2 separate regions of the Mus musculus genome follow, and region 1 is linked to region 2. The links are chromatin contacts, called in public promoter capture Hi-C maps. All regions are on one chromosome and are shown on one strand. Each heading gives the region's core, a stretch centred on a gene start, on an enhancer-like site or on the middle of the called end of the contact. The rest is flanking DNA. Distances are from core to core; before and after follow the strand shown.

Region 1 (5,630 bases), core at 1,712-4,211, 92 kb after region 2:
GCACTACAATGGCGACAGGAATAGAGAGAGGCTGACTGTCTTCTACTTCTTGCAGGATCTTTCCAAGGCCCTTACTTGTGTGACTAACTCAAGCATATGCTGTCAACTTTAAGAAAAAAAGTGCATTGTTTGTGGAAAGAGAGTGAGCCTGCACCTTCCAAAGCCCCAAGGGCCATGTTTGTATACAAAACAGACAGGCAGTGTGGGGCCGCCATGGCTGGGCACACAGAGGCCCACTGTCAGGCAGGGCTGAAGGTCGAAGCTCCTGCATGACACAGCTGTGGCACTGGCCTGCAGGCCTCCAGGGGCATGCCGTAGGAAGCAGGGAATTGTGTAGACTCACCCTCCCCACCCCCGTTAGGAGAGAGCAGCTCAGGGGTACTCTGGAAGGCAGAGTGCTGTGTGCTCCGAGGCCCCCAGAAAAACCTCAGGACTGTGTGAGGACTCGGAGCTAGTCTAATCTCTGTGGTTCCTGCTGCTGCTGGGGAAACTGAGGCCCACTGAAAGGAAGCAAAGAAGTCAGGTGCCCACACCATAAGCTGTGTAGGCTGAGCCATCTTCTTTTTGTAACTCAGCCTAACCTTGAACACTATTTATCTTGAACTTGCAATCCCGACTCCACCCCGAGGGCATACTATGCTCAGTTTTGGCACTGGGGGTAAGGGGTGTGCTTGCTTAAATCGTTTTCTCTACACCATACACAACGCATCATTGAGTGCTCCATTGTTCTGGCTGCCAGTGGGGTGTCCAACAAACCATCACCGTGTGGCAGAATAGAGATGTGAAGACGCTCATCAAGATTACCCTGAATCCAGTTAAAAAAACACCCAGAAGCCCTTCTCAGCTGAGCTGGGCTTCATACACCAGTAAGTGGGAGGAAAGCCCGCCATACTCAAATACGGACCAGGTGCGTGCTATGTAAATCAGCTATAAAAAGGTCCCGAGTCTCCTGCACACAGCTTTTCTTCAGCTACCCTTATTGGCTGTTTGTTTGATGTGTGAGGATGTGCACACACGTGCTACATGTGTGGAAGTCAGAGGGAAATTCATGGCAGCAGTTCTTGCCTTTTGGTTCTGGGAATCAAACTCAGGACTTCAAGTTTGGCCAAAAGTGGCTTTATCTGCGGAGCTGTGCTGCTGGCTTCTGGACCAGCCCTTTCGAGTGTCCGCCTTTCCCAGGGCTCACTAGCCTGCTTTCCTTTCCTTTCCTTTTTTTTTTCTTTTTTCTTTTTTTCTTTTTTTTAAGATTTATTTATTATTGTAAATAAGTACACTGTAGCTGTCTTCAGATGCACCAGAAGAGGGTGTCAGATCTCGTTACGGGTGGTTGTGAGCCACCATGTGGTTGCTGGGATTTGAACTCGGGACCTTCTGAAGAGCAGTCAGTGCTCTTACCCACTGAGCCATCTTACCAGCTCCTTCCCTTTTCTAAATTATTATTATTTTTAAATTTTTATGTGAACTGGTGTTTGGCCACACGTATGCCTGTATGAGGGTGTAGGATTAGCTAGGACTGGAATTACAGTCAGTTGTGAGCTGCCCTGTGGGTACTAGAAATTAAACCTGGGTCCTCTGGGATTGCAGCCTGTGCTCTTAACCACTGAGCCATCTCTCCACCCACCCCAACCTCCCCCAACCCCATCCCCGGCTTTTCCTTCCTTCCTAAACTGTCTCTGTTCTACTTGTATGTCTAACCATGTGTCCCTGGTCAAATTCTTTGTTCAGGGACACAAGAGCCTGGAAACTCAACGTTCAGATCCGAGTTAATGCAGCACGGAGGGAAGACAGGTAAGGGCCACCGGACTCCAGCCGCCAATCACAAAAGAGTCTCCGGGTTACCCACAGTGCTTCAAAGGAGAGATTCTCGGGCCTCTTTCTTCAAGTTCAACATTCCACAATGTTGCCTCACAAAACTAAGAGCAGCATTTGGTCAGTGTTTGTTCATTCTATTCAAAACATTTTTACTTTATTATAGTGTGTGTGTGTGTGTGTGTGTGTGTGTGCTAAGGATAGAATTTGGGACCTTGGGTGTTAGGCATACTCAACTTTATTAGGGGTCTTTATAGAGGCATTGCCACATTGTCACAGTCTCCAGCTCTCCTGAATGATGGGGGTGGGGACTGAAAGCTTCTGGTTCAAGACTGTGGCATCCTTGTGGCATCCTTGTGACCAACATATGGGCCATCTGGGATGCCTCTGGGATGCCTCCAACAATCATCTTACTGTAATAGAAGATGCTCCTATCACACAAGGAATAGCATGGATTTATTTTATTATTTAAAAAATGTATTTATTGCTGGGCATGGTGATACACACCTTTAAATCCCAGTACTTGGGAGGCAGAGGCAGGCTGATCTTTGAGCTGGAGGCTAGCCTGCTCTACATAGAGAATTCTAAGCCTCAAGTCTGCAGGGTCTACATAGTCAGATTCTGTCTTTAAAAAAAAACTTACTTTAAATTATTATTATTAGTAGTAATAGTAATCTTACTATTATTATTGTTGTGTATGAGAGATATGGGTGTGTGAGGCCAGAGGAAGTTGTCATGGTTGTCCTCTGTCACTCTCTACACACAGCAGAAGGCCCACAAAGTGGATACCAAGGAGTCATGGTGACACCAGGTATATGGACAAGGTCCTACTATCCCAAAGTCACAAGGCTGGCTTTCTCTGAAAGGGAGAGGCCATGGTGCCTGGTGGGAACACAACAAAGGTGTCTATTTCTGGACTGTGGCTTTGTGTGAAGTCACCGAGCTGTGCTGTTTTGTACTTTTGTGAATTCCATTGCACAATGGGAAGCTGACAGGAGAGGAGGGGACTGCGATAAACTAAAAGTGCCATTCAGCTGAAGGACCTGCCCTTGGGGTGTGTCCAGCTGGAGAGCAGTTCCCGAGAGCTAGGGTAGTTCTGGCTTCCCTTGCATCAGCTTCCTGGTACAGGCATGAACGGGATGCTAGGTACTCTCCCTCCGGGCCTCACCCACCTCTGCCATACTTCCAGGCCAAGGGGGTGTAGTTCCTCTACTGTCCTTATTTAAGGGGACTAAGAATTCTAGCAGCTGGGGCCTCACCTGGGTGTGGAAAGAGATGGCCTTTTAAGGTCTTACCACATTCCATTCATTTTTCTCCCCCCACACTCTCTCTCTCCCTCCCTCTCTCCCTTTCCCCCTCCCCCCTCTGTCTGTCTGTCTGTCTGTCTGTCTGTCTCTGTGTGTGTGTGTGTGTGCGCGTGCATATGGCTTCCTCACTTGAGGCCACCTGTGCTTCTCTGTTTTTAGACATACCCAAGTTTGATGTCCCCCTCTCTGGCTTTCCAGGTTCAGTAGAACCCTTACTTGGCTCACTCCTGACCTCCTGACCTGGCAGGCCCAGACACCATTCTTTGCTTTCATGACCCCATAAGGAATCCCTGGATTACATATTTCCACCCCCCATTGGTTACCTGATCCCAGGGTCTCTTGTATCTGCTTAGAGTCTGGACTTTAGGGAAGGTCTGTCTGTTTGTCATCTTCAGTAAAAATAACCCTAGGAGAGCTGGAGAGGTGGCTCAGTGGTTAAGAGCACTGACTGCTCTTCCAAAGGTCCTGAGTTCAATTCCCAGCAACTATATGGTGACTCACAACCATCTGCAATGTGATCTGACGCCCTCTTCTGGTGTGTCTGAAGACAGCTACAGTGTATTCATATACATAAAATAAATAACTCTTTTTAAAAAAAATAACCCTAGGAAGCCATGTGTGACTCAAGCCTGTAGTCATAGCAACGAGGCAGGAGGATTATGAGTTTCCAGATCAACCTAGGCCACACAGTATATGCCTGTATGTTCACGTGTGTGCACATATGTGTGTGCAGGTATGCGTGCCAATATATACACTGGGACTATACCTGGGTGCTGCCTGGCATGGGTGCTTGGGATTTGAGTCCAGGTTCTCAGCCTTGAGCAGCAAGTACTTTCTCTCTGAGTGAATCCCCCAGCCCACAGCATGAATGAATGGCTTCCAGGAAGATCAAAGAAGGCCTCTCTATAGCTTCATGTAGCAGTCTCGCACCATCTCTTATGCCCTCTCGGTCTTCTGAATCTGTTTCATAATGCCACAGAGGGCTGTGTCTGTCACTAGCCCATGGATTAGGATGCCATCCAGTGGGATGTAAGCCTTTCTTTCTTACCCTCTGTGTTGCAGCCGCCTAGAGCATAGCCAGACAAGAAGATGTTCGATCAAGACAAGAGGGAGCAAGCTAGGGAGATGGCTCAGTAAGAGCGCTTATTGTGGAAACACAAGGACCTGTGTTTAAATCCCTAGGACACACATGTAAAGGCCTAGTTGCGACTGTGAGCACATGCCTGTAACTCTAGTGCTAGAGGAGGGGGAGGGCAGAGACATGAGGGTTGCTGGCTTTTTGCTTCCTGCCTGGCTCTAGGTTTGGGAAGAGATGCTGTTGCCAAGGAGCCAGCTGGACATCAACAGAGTAGGTCACCTGAAGTCCTCCTCCCACCTCTGTATATGTGCCCACTTGGGTGCACCAACGTTCATTTGTGTTCATGCACACCCCTATTCCCAACATACACAGTGACCAGATGGGGCTTCTCCTCGTGTCTCACACATTTGTACTTTCCACTTACCTGTGTTACACCTGCTGTGACTATTGATGGCTGGCACTGATCCCTCACCTCTGTCCCTGCCCTGGCTGCCTGGTTCTTCCCTCAGAACCTCAGAGGAACACTGGGCTCTCCCAGAGCCTGGCCCCAACTCACAGGAGCTGATTGCCTCCAGTCAGGTGAAAGAAAAGGCACATCGTCAAGGCTCAAGAAAGTGGGCCTTAGGTGCTACACTCTAAGGGGCTTCCTGGGCCTGTGACTCAATGTCATTTCCTTCCCTCTTTTCCCTGTCACCTGTGGGTGTCAGGGACCAGCATCATCTCACTTGGTGGAGTCCAAAGTGTAAAGTTCCTATACTATGAGGCCCAGATCTGATTTAGACCTTACCCATCCTACAGGACCTAGGGCATGAAGTGAGGGGTCTTATTGGGAATGTGGGAGGAGGTGCCTGGAAAAAAAACCTCACATCCCCACAGACCAGATTTGAAGGTTTGGGTGTTTTCTGGACATCATGTTTGAGATGAATATTTGTGTTTACTTATGATCTCTCTCTCTCTCTCTCTCTCTCTCTCTCTCTCTCTCTCTCTGTGTGTGTGTGTGTGTGTGTGTGTGTGTGTGTGTGGCCACAAACTAGAAAAAGACTTTGGATCCTTTGGAACTGGAAGCATAGGCAGGTGTGAGCCACCTAACACGGGTGCTGGAAGAGTAAAAAATACTCACCAGTTGAGCCATCTCTCCAGCCCCATGTTCTTATATTCATGCATGCCCACCTCCGTGTGTACGTGTAGGTACAATGATCTGTGATCTGTGCATGCAAGTGTGAAGGCCAGAGGTCAGCACTGGGTTTCTTTCTCAATTGCTCCTCATCTTATACTTTGAGACAAGGCCTCTCACTGAACCTGGAGCTCACTATTTGGGCAAGAGTGTCTGATCGGTGAGCTCACAGGTCTACCTATATCCATATCCCTCTTCCCCTTAGCACTGGGGTTACATGGGTGCTGGAGATTGGAGTTCAGGTCCTAGGAGGTATGGCAAG
Region 2 (6,152 bases), core at 2,757-5,256:
AATGAGGCCTGAAAGTTGCCCTCTTGAGTTCCTCAGGTTCACTGTGACACACACGGGCAGGAATTCACACACACACACACACACACACACACACACACACACACACACACATATATACCTACAAATACACATCTGGGTGTGTAGGGTAGGCAGAGGGTGGGGGGGAGAGAAATAGTTTAAGGGGGCAGTGCTGGGGAGATGGCTCAGCAGTTAAAAACTTTCTCAGCATCCACACAACCATGAGTAGTTCCAGTTGCAGAAGTGGCCTCCCCTGGCTTTCTGAGAGCACTGCATGCATATGGCGCATGCAGGCAAAACACTCATGTGCGGAAAAAAATTTAAGAGTTTTAAAAAGCTATTATTCAAAATTGGAAAGGTGGGACTGGTGGCAAGATGGCTGGTTTCCTTATCCATGAGCCAAAGTCAGCTGTTGTAAATTCTTTCCAAAAGAGCAGTGCACGCAGAACATGTTTCTGACCCATTGAAAACGTTGCCCGCGGGCAGTAACAGTCCACAGATGGCAAACTGCAGAGACTGACAGGTAGCCTTAGACCCCAGCCAAAAGCTTTGTTTTTGAAAGCTGGTATTTGTCATCATAGACATAGTCCTTTCATAGTTCCAATCTGAGGAAGTGAGTCTGCCAGGACCTCACTGTCTGTTTAGTAGATAATGTTGCATTTCACATCTGTAGCACTCATGAAGTTTCTGTGTGTTGTGTTGGGTTTTCATTCAGCAAACATCTTAAAGGGCTAAGCTTGATATCGTGGCCTTTGTGATAACTTCATTCATGTGAACTCTCTTCTTCTTTTACATCTTTACACTGAGAGAGTTAGGGCTGATAGAGAATCTCTCCTTTGATCAGAGAACTGGCAGCAGGGCATGCGTCTGAGGCTGTGTGAGGTATGAGAAGACTGGAAACCAGAGTCTCAGTAGAGCCCGCTGTTCCCTCCTTCCCCCAGGGTCCACTCACATACAGCCCACATATACAGGGCTGTTTGTGAGTGCAGGTATAAACTTGGCAGTTTCTATATATAGCCAGGTAGGCTTTGTCTCCCAAGGGCCAGCCCCAGCTCTAGTTCTGGAAGCTGGAACTGGCCAATCATTTTATTTTATTTTGTTGGGGGTGGGGGTGGGGGGGTTCACATTAGTCAGTGTTTGATTCTATTTACATACTTACAGAGTAAAATGTTGGCTAGGCAGAGTGGTTCATACATGCAATCCCAGTTGCCAGGAGTTGGGGATCACTTGAGCCCCAAAATTCAAGGCCAGCCTAGGCAAAATAACATGACCCTGCTTCTTTAAAAAGTATATACGGGACCAAGGCTCTCCCTACAGTCTGCCAGCTTCGGGTTAGTATCCTGGACTCACGTGGAGGAAGGAGAGAACTAACTTGTCCTTGGACTTCCACACATCATGGCACCATGGCATGTGCCCACAAGAGAGGGCAGAGAGACAAGAAATTAAAAAAAATAGTCATGTCACAGTAATGCCACCAAACATTTCTAGTTGCAAACCATAAATGTTGGTGTCTAGGACATCAGAATCCAGTTTTAGATGGCATGACTTATTTGAGGAAATTGATTTCTTAGCTAATTAATAACTTTTTTCTCTAGAGGTTTTGTTTTTAACTCTTTTCCAGTTAAATTTTATATTTTATGACTTCAAGGAGTCAGAGAAGCAAAATGAGACAGACCAAAGTTGCTTGACAACAGAAAGGGGAGCTTCCTGGTACTGGCTGTCTGGCCACCCTGAGCAGTAGGGTATGTGTGATCAGTCCTTGGAACAGATAACTGTGGTCAGAGTAAGCTTGTTCCTGATAAGGTATCCTCTTCAGGTGCCAATTAAAATTCCCAGCCGGCCCTGTCTCCACAGCCTGTGTTCAGGAATGACCCTCTGCACCCTCCTGGCAGCAGAGCAACCCAGGAACCTACAAGTCATTACACCTCTGTGGACCTTGCTTTCTTCTTATCTGGTCGCCCCAGGCTACCAGAGTAGAGGGTTATCTGTGTGTCTTCTAGTTCCAGGATAATAGCCTCAATATTATGTGGCTACTGAGTAACAAACCTAAATCCTCACACATGCTAAAGCTCTAGTTTCCCTGGGCCCAATCTTAGGATTTGACCAGAAGCCCTGTTTCCTTTGGAAATTCTTGCTTTTTTAATAAACAGACAAAATCAGAAGCCTAGATAGCATCATTGTGTGGTTCCTAGTTGTTGAGACAGCAACTGCTAGGATACAGACTCCTCTAATGACTGTTTTGTCACTGACGTGAGCCAGGTGGGAGGAGGACAGGACAGCCTTCAAGTCTGTAGTGTGTGAGTTCATTACAGCAAAGATCACTGTATGGTTCCTAGCAAGGAGCACTAAGAACTGCTGGAAATATCAGGGTAGACAGCCAGGACAGCAAGGTGAACAGGAGAGAGAAAACTGGCTGAGAGCCGGTGCAACAGGGAGTGGGATGGGCGGGTATAGAAGGTACCCAGGCTGAAGCCCACTGCAGGGGAATGCAGGGGCTCACCAAGTCAGGGAGCCAGTGCAGTTGCCATCCTAGTGGGCCAAGCCCAGTGTCCTTCCTGTGGATGGTACTACCGCTCCCGCTGCTGCTGTTGAAGGGCAGAATAAGTCTGTACTGGTAAGCTGACCCCTGAGAGCCATGCCACCTGCCCCTTAGCTGACTCCTGGCCTTAAGCAGCTCTGGAAGGCAGCTGCTTTGGATGGCAGAGCTTTACCTTGGAGGCAGGAGATAGATTTGCACAGTGCTCACAGGCTATGCTGGACATGTCTCTGAGGCTTCCTGATGTCTAGGGGTGTTACAGGTGTCCTTCCCTGTGGTATCCATATTGGTGAGGTGAGGTGGCTATGTCCCCTTTACCTTCTCCTGTTGAAGAAAGTATGCTAACTTAAAATAGAAGAAAAGTTATTACATTTATTTACTTACTTTGTGTATGACACACAACACAATAAAGTAAATGTAATTTAACTGCATTTCATTGACTAGATCTAAGAGGCCATTTAAATTCAACTTTAAAAAAAAAACCTCTATATAAATTATTGTAAAAATGACTTGTATCCCTGGGGTGCTGCCTGCTTTCAGTCTGTTGTGTGTGTGCGTTCTGTGGCTAGGCCAGCATCAGCATTGGACTGGAAAGCACTGTGATTTTTTTTTTAGAGATGGACAGTGGACTTAGGAATGCGAGATTACTCCATAGCTCAGCCCCTCTATAGGGTTGGGCCTATATCTGCCACTCCCCACCCCACCACCCTCCTAGAGCCCCTCCCACTCCTCACCATTTGCCCCTGCCATCCCCAATCTACCCAATGAGTAGGTCAGTCTCTTGTGTGGGTGGGGGGTGGGGTGGGGGGTGGCATGCATGCGGCAGTGACTCCACAGAGCTCGGAGGACCATGTAGGAAACAGTTCTCTCTCCCAAGTGGATACCAGGGAGTAAGCACGGGCCCTCAAGCTTGACAGTAAGCCCACTCACTGGTCAGGAGTGCACAGCTCTTGTGCTTCCCTTCTGAGGAGTTTTGAAGCCCCTCTCTGTAGGTGGGCTTTTTTTTTTTCAGAGAAAAATGCTTATCAGGTTCAGATGAGTGATAAGATTTTATAAACCAAAACAACTCTCCATCCAGTTCTTCTTATAATTTTCCTGATGGGAACAACAACCACAGACATGAGAAGAGTTTACCTCAGCATCTGCTGACTGAGGGAACAGAACCAGGCCAGAGCAGCCTCGGGAGCCAGAGCTTTCCTAGTCTCTCCCATTTCTACTCTAAGTCCTAGCTCCTGGCTGTGCTGTTTTGGGACATTACTCTTCCATTATAGTTTGTTGTTGCTGATTATTATTATAGACAAGGTTTCTCTGTGTACCCTTGCTGACCTGGAATTCCCTGTTGTAGAGCAGGCTAGCCTGAAACTCAGAAAAATTTGCCTGCCTCTGCCTCTAGGAGTGCTGGGATTAAAGACATATGTGACCACACCCAGCTCCCTTGTTATTCTACTGGACACCAAGACTCCTTGTCTTCTGTATTTGTTGACACCTTTCTGGCAAGTTCCAGAAGGTGGCATCAGCATGTCTTTAGCTTCCAAATAATCCAGGAGCTAAGCTTCAGGTGCCTGGGAGGTGCTCTTGGGTTCTAGCCATCATTGTTTTTGGATGCCTGCAGTTTGTTCTTTCTTTCTTTTTTCTTTTTTTTTTTTTTTTTTTTGTAATGTATCCAGTTCTGCTGCATCTGAGACAGAGCCAAATCAAACTTGGTGTACTCCAAACACGCAGTCCAAATGTCAAGAACTCCTATGCCCTAAAATTAAGAAACCTAATCTTTATGCAAACACTCATCAGTATTTTGAGTCATGATCACATTTCCTTAAGAAGCTGGGTGTGCAGGAGGATCAAGAGATCAAGACCAGCGTGGGCCACAGAGCTTGCTCCTCATTGCACAAACATCTGTGAAACAACTACATGTGTCAGTTACCTTTTTCTAGCTAAACACTTCCATCCTTAACAGTGAAAAGAAAGTTTCTGTGTTTCTAACCAGACAGAAGCCAAATCAGAATATAGATGGAGTCTGTCCACTGAGAAGTCAGCTGTAACCCTAATGGGGGGACTCTATATGTCTCCCCCACTTTTAAAACACCTACAGCACCAACAGCCTCTTTGTCTACTGAGAAACTACCTTCCTTTCCTTCTGCTGCCTGTGTTTGCTTTTGCTCTCTGTTTGCTTACATTATAACCTTGCTTCTTATGTTACAGAGAACACAGGGCAGAACCTAAAGTTTACCCTAATACAGGCAGCCTGCCAAAGCCAGGGTTTGGCATATGGAGGGAAGTCAGAACACTCCTTCTTTGCCAACCCAGTGTCTGTCCTGGCGAGCTTTCTGTCACCCTGGGGGAAAGAGAGGCCTTCAACTGCTCATCCTCGTGTGCAGTCCCTGGCAGTTGATGTCCAGTTTCCAGAAGCCCAGTGTACCCTGTTGTTGAAGTGCTTCGTGCCCACACCTTCTAAAATCCCTGGATGTCCCAAGATGCTGGAGCGAGATTCCCTTCAGCAGAGCTGAAAGGGTGTGCTCCCAGCATCTCACAGCACAGTTGAACCTGCTCAGGGGGACGGGAGCATGGGACGTCTTCTCACTGTGAGATGCCTGAGGATGTGGCTTCTCTTGAGGCTAACTGGCAGAGGCTGGGGCCTGACTCTGTCTTCAAGTCTGTTTGTTCTACTCTGCCCCTGGTGAGATCTTCAGTTCTAGTTGCCACACATCAGTGCACTTAGATCAGCCACATCTAAGTCTAAATCACTGTCTCTGGGCTGGTGATGTAACTGATGGCTGAGCGCTTCTTGGGCATGTATGAAGGCCCAGGTTCAGTCCTCCAAACCAGCACTACAGCAACAACAAAGACAACACCGTGGCTGCAGTCAGTCCCACATCGTTCCCTCCAGTGCTCCATGGCAGCTGGGCATGGTGCATTTTTGAAACACTGAACTAGTGTCTTCACAGCAGCCTTGCTGCTGGGCCAAGTTGAAAAGAAAGGCCAGTTTCCCACCACAGGCCTTGCTGTGTGCACATCTAGCCCAGCTCTCCCCAGCAAGCTCTTGCACTATAGCCTTAAAGCAACCCATGGGTAGAGAAGGAAACTGAGGGATGATGGGAACCCTCCCCCTTCCCCCTTTTCAGACAACTGGTTGCTAGGGAAATAACCTGAGACTAATCTTTTTCCAAAGAACTAATTTATTGTGCTTTGGTATATAGCCTAAGATGTATTTCCTTGTTATATAGTTCGTGTGTGTGTGTGTGTGTGTGTGTGTGTGTGTGTGTGTGTGTGTGTGTGTTTTATATGTTGGTGGCATGTGTGCCACGATACACTTGTAGTAGAGATCAAAGGACAGCTTTGAGGAGTCAGTTCTTGCCCTCCACTGGATTGAATTCGGGTCATTATTCTTAGCAGTTGGCTCTTTTAACCACCTGATCCATCTTACCCTCCCACTCCTCAAGTTTTTCATGGCTTAGGTTAATTGTGTCTTGCTTCTTCCTCGTGTTCTGGGATCTCTGCTCTCCAGAACACAGCAACTCCAGATTCATTCTTTTAGATGTGTGTTGGTTACTTTTCTCAATGCTTTGACGGTGCACCTGTCAAAAACAACTTACGGAAGAAG

The links. Promoter capture Hi-C pulls out the DNA fragments that hold promoters and counts their contacts.
Region 1: a contact with region 2 is called in a promoter capture Hi-C map of embryonic stem cells, with 3 times the contacts expected there. The contact joins two enhancer-like sites. A contact is called at or near these places in 6 of 39 promoter capture datasets (the HPC-7 cell line, embryonic stem cells, epiblast stem cells and 1 more), 2 of 484 Hi-C or Micro-C datasets (both in embryonic stem cells), 4 of 115 datasets of contacts at active chromatin or transcription factors (embryonic stem cells and extraembryonic endoderm stem cells) and 2 of 9 other capture datasets (adipose tissue and embryonic stem cells).

Annotation. Positions count from the first base shown.
Region 1 is chr1:118,687,155-118,692,784 of GRCm38.p6, forward strand. No RefSeq gene overlaps it. Among named protein-coding and RNA genes, the nearest start is that of Tfcp2l1, 62 kb to the left of the region's middle. Within about 2 kb of position 2,962, at least 17 of the 459 cell types and tissues checked have an H3K27ac peak or open chromatin away from gene starts, as enhancers often do. A contact at or near this core is called in embryonic stem cells, where this site is marked.
Region 2 is chr1:118,593,710-118,599,861 of GRCm38.p6, forward strand. The region is part of intron 40 of Clasp1 (CLIP associating protein 1); the gene reads left to right. Among named protein-coding and RNA genes, the nearest start is that of Tfcp2l1, 31 kb to the right of the region's middle. Within about 2 kb of position 4,007, at least 18 of the 459 cell types and tissues checked have an H3K27ac peak or open chromatin away from gene starts, as enhancers often do. A contact at or near this core is called in embryonic stem cells, where this site is marked.